Linked DNA regions of Mus musculus: regions 2 and 3 are each linked to region 1. The links are chromatin contacts, called in public HiChIP or PLAC-seq and promoter capture Hi-C maps. All regions are on one chromosome and are shown on one strand. The core of a region is the stretch at or near the end of the contact, and the rest is flanking DNA. Distances in the headings are between cores, read along the strand shown. Region 1 holds the start of Rinl (Ras and Rab interactor-like). Region 2 overlaps Actn4 (actinin alpha 4). Region 3 overlaps Map4k1 (mitogen-activated protein kinase kinase kinase kinase 1).

Region 1 (2,700 bases), core at 200-2,699:
CCTCACCTGTCCACTTCAGTAGGGGCTGCAGACACCATGTCCGGCTGGGCTAGCCTCATGCTGCCAGGCACCAGTGAGCCATGCTCTGGCCTCTGGCATGGAGGAAGACAAGACTCAAGGCTGCTCAGCTAGGGCGAGAGCTAATAGTTTAATTCTATTACATGTGACTCAGAGATCTTGCCTGAGCTCTTGAATGGACTGCAGAGGCCCACAGCTATGACTGGTTTTTTGTTTTTCGTTTTTTTTTTTTGTTTTTTGTTTGTTCTGTTCTTTCGAGACAGTTCAGACTAGCTTGGATTGCTCTGTAGTCAAGACTAGCCCCAGACTCATGGCAATCCTCCTGCTTCAAGCTCTCAGGCGTTGAGATAATAGGCTGCAGCACCATGCCTCACTGGGGTAGCAGTACCATTCTTTATTGCTGAGGGACAGACCACTCTGAGGACCCCAGGAGGAAGGCCCATGTATCTTGGGGTGGGGGAGAACAGTTCCAACAGGAATTAAGAGAGTGGAAGGGGATAAGTTCTGGAAAAGCTTTTGGCTCGCTCCGTCTGCTACCCAGATGCAACATGACACCCATCTCTTCCCTTCCCAGATTTCAGAGGAGCCCTAACACACCCTCCCCCACATTTGTTTAAAAACTTGTTTTCTTTTTTGGAGACAGGGTCTCACTATGTTGATCTGGCTGTCCTGGAACTCTTGATATAGACTAGGCTGTCCCGGAACTTACAGAGATCCGCCTGCTTCTTTCTTCCGAGTGCTGGGATTAAAGGCATGCGCCACCACCGCCCAGCTTCCATTATTTGTCAAACATTCATTTTTCTTTCTTTTTTTGAGACAGGACCTTGTATAGCCCAGGCTTGTTTCATACTTGCTGTGTATTTCAGCAGAGGCTAGGTTCTTACTCTTCATCTTGGTGAACACTACACCCCAAGTGTTCACTAAGAGGGGATTGCCAACCCCAAGTGAACCCTTCCGGGTATTCCCCGCAGCAGTCTCAGGAGTAAGGCATGTGGGGCTGGAGAGACCATCCAGCTGTTTCCCATCATCTATCCATCCTCCACCATCTCACCCCCATCTTTCTGCCTGAATTCCTGGCCCAGCATTTAGGTGACCTGCTGGCCTAGGAAAAGGTCTGATAAGCAAGCTAGCCCTATTCTGAAGGCTCCATTTCTCTTAGGGCATTGTGTGCAAGCCAGATAATTATCAGCTACATAAATTACTGAGCTGCCAACTAGCAACTTCAGGTGTTGGGGTGGGGAGCACACCTCAGGGACAGGCAGGGAAGAAGGGTGAAGAGGGGGAGGCAGTGCTCCCTTGGGAGGAGATCCGGACATGGGTAGGGCTGGGCAGGGTTGGATGGAGGCAGCTGTGGGTGCAAATGGGACCAGATGTTTGGTCCCTGGGGGCCCTACCTGTTCCGAGGGGAGCCAGAGCAGCAGGAAGTGAAAGTGCTCTCTAGAGAGGAAGCCAGGAAGGCAGGGGAAGAGGCGGGGCTGGGGCATCTGAAATCACCTTCCTCTGTCTTTCCGGGGTCAGTATTAGGGGATCCACTTTGGAGGACTGAGCCTCTGGCAGGCTGAGAGCCAGGGTAAAAAGTCACCAGGCTACCCTCTCCAGGGGCATAGCTTGGTCCCAGTCACCATTACTCCTAAGATCCTGGAGCCATAGATGGTCTGGAGTCTTTATGGTCCAGCCTTCTCCCTTCCCCAGATGCCTTAAGTACCCACTAAAAGAAGCAGAGGCCACACAAGTCATGGTTAGTTGCTTTGTTTTGTTTTTTAATTTGTTTCTAATAAGCAAGGTCTCTTGCTCATCCACCAACAGCTGGCAAGTGGGTCCCCAGGAAAGGGAGCCTAGTACCCACTTTGTTGGAGGCAGAGAGTTGGCAGGCCTTCAGGCTCAGAGATCCCACAAGGCCCCACCCCCTTGGGTGAAGTTCTATTTGTAGAGTCCAGCCCCTATGCGGGGTAGGTTAATTTGATTTAGCCATAGGCCCCCTGAAAACAATAGAGAAATGCCTTATTCTGGCACTGTTAGGGGTTTTGGGGTAGCCTGTTGTCTGGGAATAATTAGAAGTTAGGGAAGGCTGCTTCTTGCCTGGGTGGTTAGAGGCTATGGTGGTTAGAGGCTATGGTGGTTAGAGGCTATGGTGGTTAGAGGCCCCAGCTACAGACTGCACAGGCCTCAGCCCCTAGGTATATTAGGCTTTTCTGGGATTGAGTTGGGGACCCTGATTTCAAGAACGTGGTTAAAGAACGAAGGGTCTTTGAGCTCACACAAGCTGCATGTTAAGAGGGCCCAGTGCTGGCCGGGCTCCGCTGTCCTGCGGGAGGTCATGGTTACTGTTACTGCTGTTCCTCTTTCTCTTTGGTCCTGGCCGCCTCCTTGGCAGGCGGTGGGGACTTTCCAGGGGAGATGGTAGTGCTGGGGTTGGGGGCCTGTGACCCTGACTGGGCATCTATGTTGGCATGCTCCCTCCGGACAAGGTCTTCCAGTTCCTTCTGTAGGGGGCAAAGTTGACGCAAGTCAGGTTACCGTAAACCCCATGGGCCTGGGCTCAGGGTGGGCTGGGGTGGCCCAGCTCCTCACCTTCCATCCGAGGAGGTCAGCGAGAGCCAGGCAGCCTTGATCACAGTCACCCAGCCAGGCCACGTCCCTGCAGGGTGAGCAGGAGTAAGAGAACAGGCTGAGGACCAGCCG
Region 2 (2,700 bases), core at 25-2,524, 130 kb before region 1:
CTGTGCTTCAAGGCTATTTGTATTGTGTTGCTGTGGCCCCTGGGTTCCATCCCTCAGGGATCTGGTGCAGGTAATGGACCTTTGTATCACTCACAGCCCATTTCAGAGGCCTTAGAAACTAGCAAAGTGATCACCTCTTTGCCTGGGCAGCTGGTAACCTAGATTCCAGAAGGCCGAGCCCTGAAAGTACCTTTATAGTTAGTGACAAGGCCCAGGGCCCAGGAGCAGTCTCTGCTTTCAGGAAGTGAAAAGCTGTCTCACTGGGTCCAGCTTGGCCTGCGCCTGGCAGATAGGCGATAACAAAGGTGGCTATTTACCATAGAAATAAATAACTGCATCTCTCCATGGCCAAGTCCTGGATGTCCTGTCTGAGGACCCATGGAAGCAGGAGGCATGGGCACTGTCAGAGGCCACAGCAGACAAGGTGGGACTTCAGGAGGTGGGATGGCGCCCTCTCCCTCAAAGCAGCCGGTGCCCCAGCGGAGCTACAGACCCAACACACCCAACACGGTATTTCAGAGATGAGGTTTGAAACCCCAGGACCCCTGGCCTCTGTGTTCCTTGGGGGAGGTTGCTGTGGGCAACTTCAGTTCACCCTAGGCCAAGGGAAGTGCAGTTCAGTCTCTTTGGGTCAGGCAGTGGATTGATTGGCTTGCTGAGTGGGTGGCAGTGCAGAACGGGGGCTGGCGGTTGTGAATCTTGAGGTATTGAACAGTTTATCCTAAAATTGTGTCAAGTGAGAGGTTGATGGAACCCACATGTGTGGTGTGCTGGGTAGACCAAACTCTTTGTCCCTTCACATCAGGGCCAGCATGTGTGCCCTAGCCTTGGAACACATCACAGCCTGTCTCTTAGGTTCAGACAGACATTACAGGGCTTTTTGTTCTGTGCTGGTGCAAAGAACGACTTTTGTATTGGGGAATGAAAAAGAAAATAGAAGGGACAATTCCAGCTGGGCCAACTGCATACTGTCAAGGGTCATCCTTGTATTTGCCATCCCAGCCTGCTATGGCACTTGGCCACTGGCTTTGGGAGTGTTTGCTTTCTTTCTTGCTCAGGGACAACCCAGAGAGAGCTCACCTCTCCGGGTTGGGGGAGGCGTCTCCATCAATGAAAGGCTCATTAAAGCCCACTGCTGCCACATTCCTGGCCGCTTAAGTCACCTCACAAACAATATCCATCATTCATTTACCCAGCCGCCCCACATCCTGATGGCTGGGAGGGGACCCTGTGACACAGGAAGGACTTTATGACCAGTGATGCCAAGCTTTCTTCCCCTCCCCCAACCCTAGCTAGGGTCCCTAAGGAGGCTGCTCACTGTACCCAGCTCAGCCCTGGCCTCACCTAAAGTTGTGCTGAGCACTGAGCTTCCCCTCTCCTCCGGCTGCGGCTGCCTTTTTACCGTGCCTCTGGCCGGGAGCAGCATGGCAGCCCCAAAAGGGCTTTGCCTGCTTCAGCAGGAACAGCACCTTCTTGATGAAGTCTGCAGACTCTCCAGAACCAGTTCAGTTGCTTACAGCCCATGCAGACACTCTGGCTTCTCCCCAGTGACACTGAGGCGTGAGTCTGCATCTAAGTCACACCAGGCATTCTTGACGTGGCTTCTCTGCCCTCCTCTTGCCAGAAGAAAGTTTCTACTTTCTCTGCATCTTTCTTTTCTTCCTGGTTCTAGCACACTGGCCTCCTGCTTTTTATATACACTCCATGTGATCTTTGCAAGACCCAGGAAGCTGTCCTGCTGTCATTCTTTATTCTTGCTCCTGAATTTGAGCAGGTTCTGCTTCCATTTGTGTCTTATTCTTTGTGATTCCCTCACCGCTGCTGCATATATATTCATTCATTCTCATTCTCTCTCTCTCTCTCTCTCTCTCTCTCTCTCAATGGGTATGACTGGTGTGGGCAGCTGCCTCGGCCAAAGCTCTCCATTTTCTCTTGTGTTAACTAGGAGCAGTACTAGTACTGCTTCACTGAGCTGTGTGAGAGTAGACATGCTGCTGTGGGGCAGGCATGTGGACTGGGGCTGCCAGTGAGCTGCTTGTGACAAATCTGCTGTAGTGATTGTTCCTCACTGCTAAGGGATGCTTGATGTGGAATGTGACTGGATTGATTGGTTGTGCACTGGCCCTGCTAAGGGTGAGGAGTATGCTAACTCAGTTTCTATCTGGTGGTGCGGTGTTGTTGTTTGGTTTGGTTTGGTTGTTTTGAAACAGGGTCTCTCTACATAACCCTGGTTGTCTTATGTTAACCAGGTTGGCCTTGAACTTACAGAGATCTACTTGTCTCTACCTTCTGAGTGCTGGGATTAAAGCTTCCTTGTCCGTCTTTTCTGTCAGGGCTTGATTCCCGCTAGGTACTCACTCCACAGGCCTGGCCTAGAGACAGAAACATAGCAGATGGCTGACTCCAGGCAACTGGATTGTTGCAAGTAGGCCTGGGAATTGAGCACAGAGGAGGAAGTTGGGGTGGGCACAGGGAGTGAGGCCTCCAGCTATAGAAACCACCCTCTGCCGTCCACCTCACAGTGCTAATATGTACTGGGAACGGAGAGAAAGAATCTGAGCAGAGTGTTATTTTTGTGACCAAGTATAAAAAAGCTATGAATTTTTAATGTCCCTTTTCAACCCTAGAACCCCCTCACTTATCCTGCTGCATGGAGCAGTGGTGACTGCAGCCACTTGTTCCCACAAGCTTCCTGAGTGT
Region 3 (2,700 bases), core at 131-2,630, 210 kb before region 1:
CCTATTCCCCATTCGTCCCTCCACCACCATACCTGGGGGAGCAGAGCAGACGGAAGGTGAGGGTGGGGTCTCTCAGCTCCTGCAGCGGCTGTAGAGAAAGTGTGTCTGTGTGTGTGCGGAGAAGTAGGGCCTTCCCTCTCCCTACAGACACGGCTTCCTCAGGGTAAGTCTAACCCCAGACCCACTCATGAAGCTGTGTGACTTTGACAAACATGTGACTTAACTGCTCTGTGTCCAAGACTACTAACCTGCAAAGTCGCCGCGCCCTATCGGATAGGCAACTGTGAAGGGTGGGTAAGTCAGGAACCAGGGAGCCGGTACGATGTGTGCCCTGAAGCTTCCCTACACGAGTCCCTGTCCTGACCCAGGGCTTCTCCAAGCCCATTTAAAGGATGTGAAGGTTGAGGATGAGGGCAAGGGAGTGGTGTGAACTGAAGGAGCCTACCTGTTTCAAGCCTGGAGCCCACACCTGAACTCCATGCTTCCAGAAGGCCTCGAGTCGATCTTCAACCATAGCTAGAGAGGAAGCAGTTCCCTGTGACCTGGAGGTCACAGAGCTCCCACTCTTGACCCTGGACCCTCCCAACTAACACATACCCACAGCCTCGACCGCTTCTGTCATGGGGATCTCAGGGGTGCGGAGCCCAGGAGCTGGTGCCCCCTCTGGGGTCACTAGCTTTAGAGAGCCTGAAGGGAAGTGGAAGGAAGGCTTTGAGCACAACGTCCTGGGCTGAGGACCGGAAAGGGAAGGGAGGAAGGCTCTTACCATCCATCAACACCATCACCATGTCTTCCTTTACTTGGATCACCTGCACTGGTCCCTTGTGCTCTGCGCGAGAGGCAGGGGCTTAAGAACTAACTGCCTAGCTCTGTTCAGCTAGCACCCCTCAGGTCCCTGCCTGCCACGTGCGCTCCACCCTGCCACGTGCGCTCCACCCTGTTATGACCAGTCAAGGAAGACCACACACCCTGTTCCATCTCTTTCTCGGTATCGGGTTCGGGCATAGCCCTGCCCAACCATTCTGCCCTTCCCCTTCCCTGGTGCCCTAACCTGTAGTCCCATCCTTGATTGGCCCCTTCTCACAAGCCACATCCTTTCCAGAAACCATGCCCCTTTTCTGAAGCTCCGCCCTCTTCCCTAGGCCCCGCCCCTTCCCTGCAGCCTGAACCCCGCCCTGCAGCCCCGCCTTGGTCTGCAACTTTTCCCTATTGTCCTCTTTCCTGAAGCACTACCTTTCCAGGACTGCCTTTTCCCTACAGCCCCTCCTTCCCCGGCAGCGTCTCCCTTCCTAGCATCCTTGCCTCTTAGGGGCAAGGCCCACTCACCCGTGCTGGAGTCGTCCAGCCAGCAGGACAGCGCACCGAAGCGCACGGTGTGGAAGAGCACCGACTTTGCCGCCTGCCCCGGGCTCACGCCGATGCACACAGCTGGCAGCTCGGAGCCCGGCGTTGTCAGCAGCGTGAACACCGGCAGCGGCGTGGGCAGCGGGAACAGCACCTGCTGCAGGCCCGCGCGGGGAAGAGCGATTCAGGGAGGCTCTGAGACCGGGGGTGGGGTGGGGGACTAGGTGGGGAGTCCCTCGGAGATTTTCAGGCTTCTTTAGAAAGAAGCAAAGTGTGCTTCTAGAGTAAATGTGGCTTTGTCTGGAGGCGTGTCAACCTGGTGACGGAAAAGCAGGAACACCCCCTACACACACACACCAGGCCAACAAAACCACTTTAGACTCAAAGGGACAGACCCTTAGAGACTGAAGAATAATTAAGTTGTTCAGATGTGAGGGACGGGGCTTAAATATCAGGAAGTGGTTTTCTTTTTAACGATTTACTTATTTTTATTTTATGCGCTTGGTGTTTTGCCTGCATGTATGTCTGTGTGAGGCTGTTGAGTCCCCTGCAACTGGAGTTTCAGACCGTTGTGAGCTGCCATGTGGGTGCTGGGAACTGAACGTGGGTCCTTTGGAAGAGCAGCCAGTACTCTCTTAATCGCTGAGCCATCTCTTCAGACTCTCGGGAAATTTTCAAAATGCCTCAGGATGGGAAGGGAGCAACGACATGGACTGGCGGCTGGGGGGGGGGGGGGGCATCCCATTCTTTATATAAGCGCTAATGGTGGATGGAGCACCCTCGCTCTACAGACTTACCCGGACAAGCAAGAATTTGTTCATTGGTTGGTACCACTGGAGCAAAACCACAGACGTCTCCAATGCCCCACATAAGAATGGGCCCCCAGAGCTAGCACTCTCAGCTGTGGAAGTGGACAAGAATGGGTCAGGTCAGGGTCCCTGTCTCCCTCTAGGATCCCCCAGTATCTCTCCAAGGGTCCTGGACACCATGCCTCAACCTTATTGAGTAGACACTGGCCAGGCACCAGCCCGCCCCATCACTCTGCACCCGGAGGGAAGCTGGCTCTCACCCACACAGCAAGCCCGGCAGCCTTTGGTGTCCTGGATCTTACTGGAGACCATGTTCTTTCTGGAGGAGGAGGAAGAGGAGTGAGGGGCTGCGCGGGCGCACTGGGGGCAGGGAAGCCAATGGCGCCCTGTGGGGCTCCTACCTTGCCAGTAACCGGTGAGGGCTAATGTGAGCAATGGGGCTTCCCGTTCTGCCGTCTTTCCTTTCAAGCAGGCCCAGGATGCTATGAGAATACAGGTAGGGTGTCTTCCCTGCAGTGTGTGTATGAGAGCGGGAGTGTCAAGCAGT

Evidence for each region. Promoter capture Hi-C pulls out the DNA fragments that hold promoters and counts their contacts. HiChIP or PLAC-seq counts read pairs in DNA pulled down with a chosen protein or histone mark.
Region 2: a contact with region 1 is called in a promoter capture Hi-C map of the HPC-7 cell line. The contact joins the enhancer-like site here to the promoter of Rinl in region 1. A contact is called at or near these places in 18 of 39 promoter capture datasets (the 3T3-L1 cell line, 3T3-L1-derived adipocytes, the C10 cell line and 13 more), 2 of 15 datasets of contacts at CTCF or cohesin (CD8 T cells and pro-B cells), 5 of 484 Hi-C or Micro-C datasets (Th1 cells, bone marrow-derived macrophages, cerebral cortex and 2 more), 18 of 115 datasets of contacts at active chromatin or transcription factors (the 230-238 cell line, the HPC-7 cell line, the NIH/3T3 cell line and 13 more) and 4 of 9 other capture datasets (adipose tissue, embryonic stem cells, liver and 1 more).
Region 3: an H3K4me3 HiChIP or PLAC-seq map of craniofacial prominence shows a contact between it and region 1, with 3 times the contacts expected there. The contact joins the enhancer-like site here to the promoter of Rinl in region 1. A contact is called at or near these places in 11 of 39 promoter capture datasets (the C10 cell line, the HPC-7 cell line, cranial neural crest and 7 more), 1 of 484 Hi-C or Micro-C datasets (nephron progenitors), 8 of 115 datasets of contacts at active chromatin or transcription factors (bone marrow-derived macrophages, craniofacial prominence, embryonic basal ganglia and 5 more) and 3 of 9 other capture datasets (adipose tissue, embryonic stem cells and liver).

Annotation. Positions count from the first base shown.
Region 1 is chr7:28,787,718-28,790,417 of GRCm38.p6, reverse strand. Rinl (Ras and Rab interactor-like) reads right to left here and starts at 1,449. Exons shown (of 12, transcript NM_177158.5): 1 at 1,413-1,449; 2 at 7-92. The coding sequence starts at 59. It overlaps Sirt2 (sirtuin 2), which reads right to left. Exons shown (of 16, transcript NM_022432.4): 15 at 2,590-2,656; 16 at 1,753-2,501. The coding sequence ends at 2,346.
Region 2 is chr7:28,922,530-28,925,229 of GRCm38.p6, reverse strand. The region is part of intron 1 of Actn4 (actinin alpha 4); the gene reads left to right. Among named protein-coding and RNA genes, the nearest start is that of Gm38978, 3.6 kb to the left of the region's middle. Within about 2 kb of position 1,274, at least 60 of the 459 cell types and tissues checked have an H3K27ac peak or open chromatin away from gene starts, as enhancers often do. A contact at or near this core is called in adipose tissue, cerebral cortex and oligodendrocyte precursor cells, where this site is marked.
Region 3 is chr7:28,999,736-29,002,435 of GRCm38.p6, reverse strand. Map4k1 (mitogen-activated protein kinase kinase kinase kinase 1) reads right to left here. Exons shown (of 32, transcript NM_008279.2): 24 at 2,555-2,663; 25 at 2,414-2,472; 26 at 2,142-2,245; 27 at 1,327-1,501; 28 at 767-829; 29 at 598-687; 30 at 446-516; 31 at 33-88. Among named protein-coding and RNA genes, the nearest start is that of Map4k1, 18 kb to the right of the region's middle. Within about 2 kb of position 1,380, at least 157 of the 459 cell types and tissues checked have an H3K27ac peak or open chromatin away from gene starts, as enhancers often do. A contact at or near this core is called in craniofacial prominence, nephron progenitors and second pharyngeal arch cranial neural crest, where this site is marked.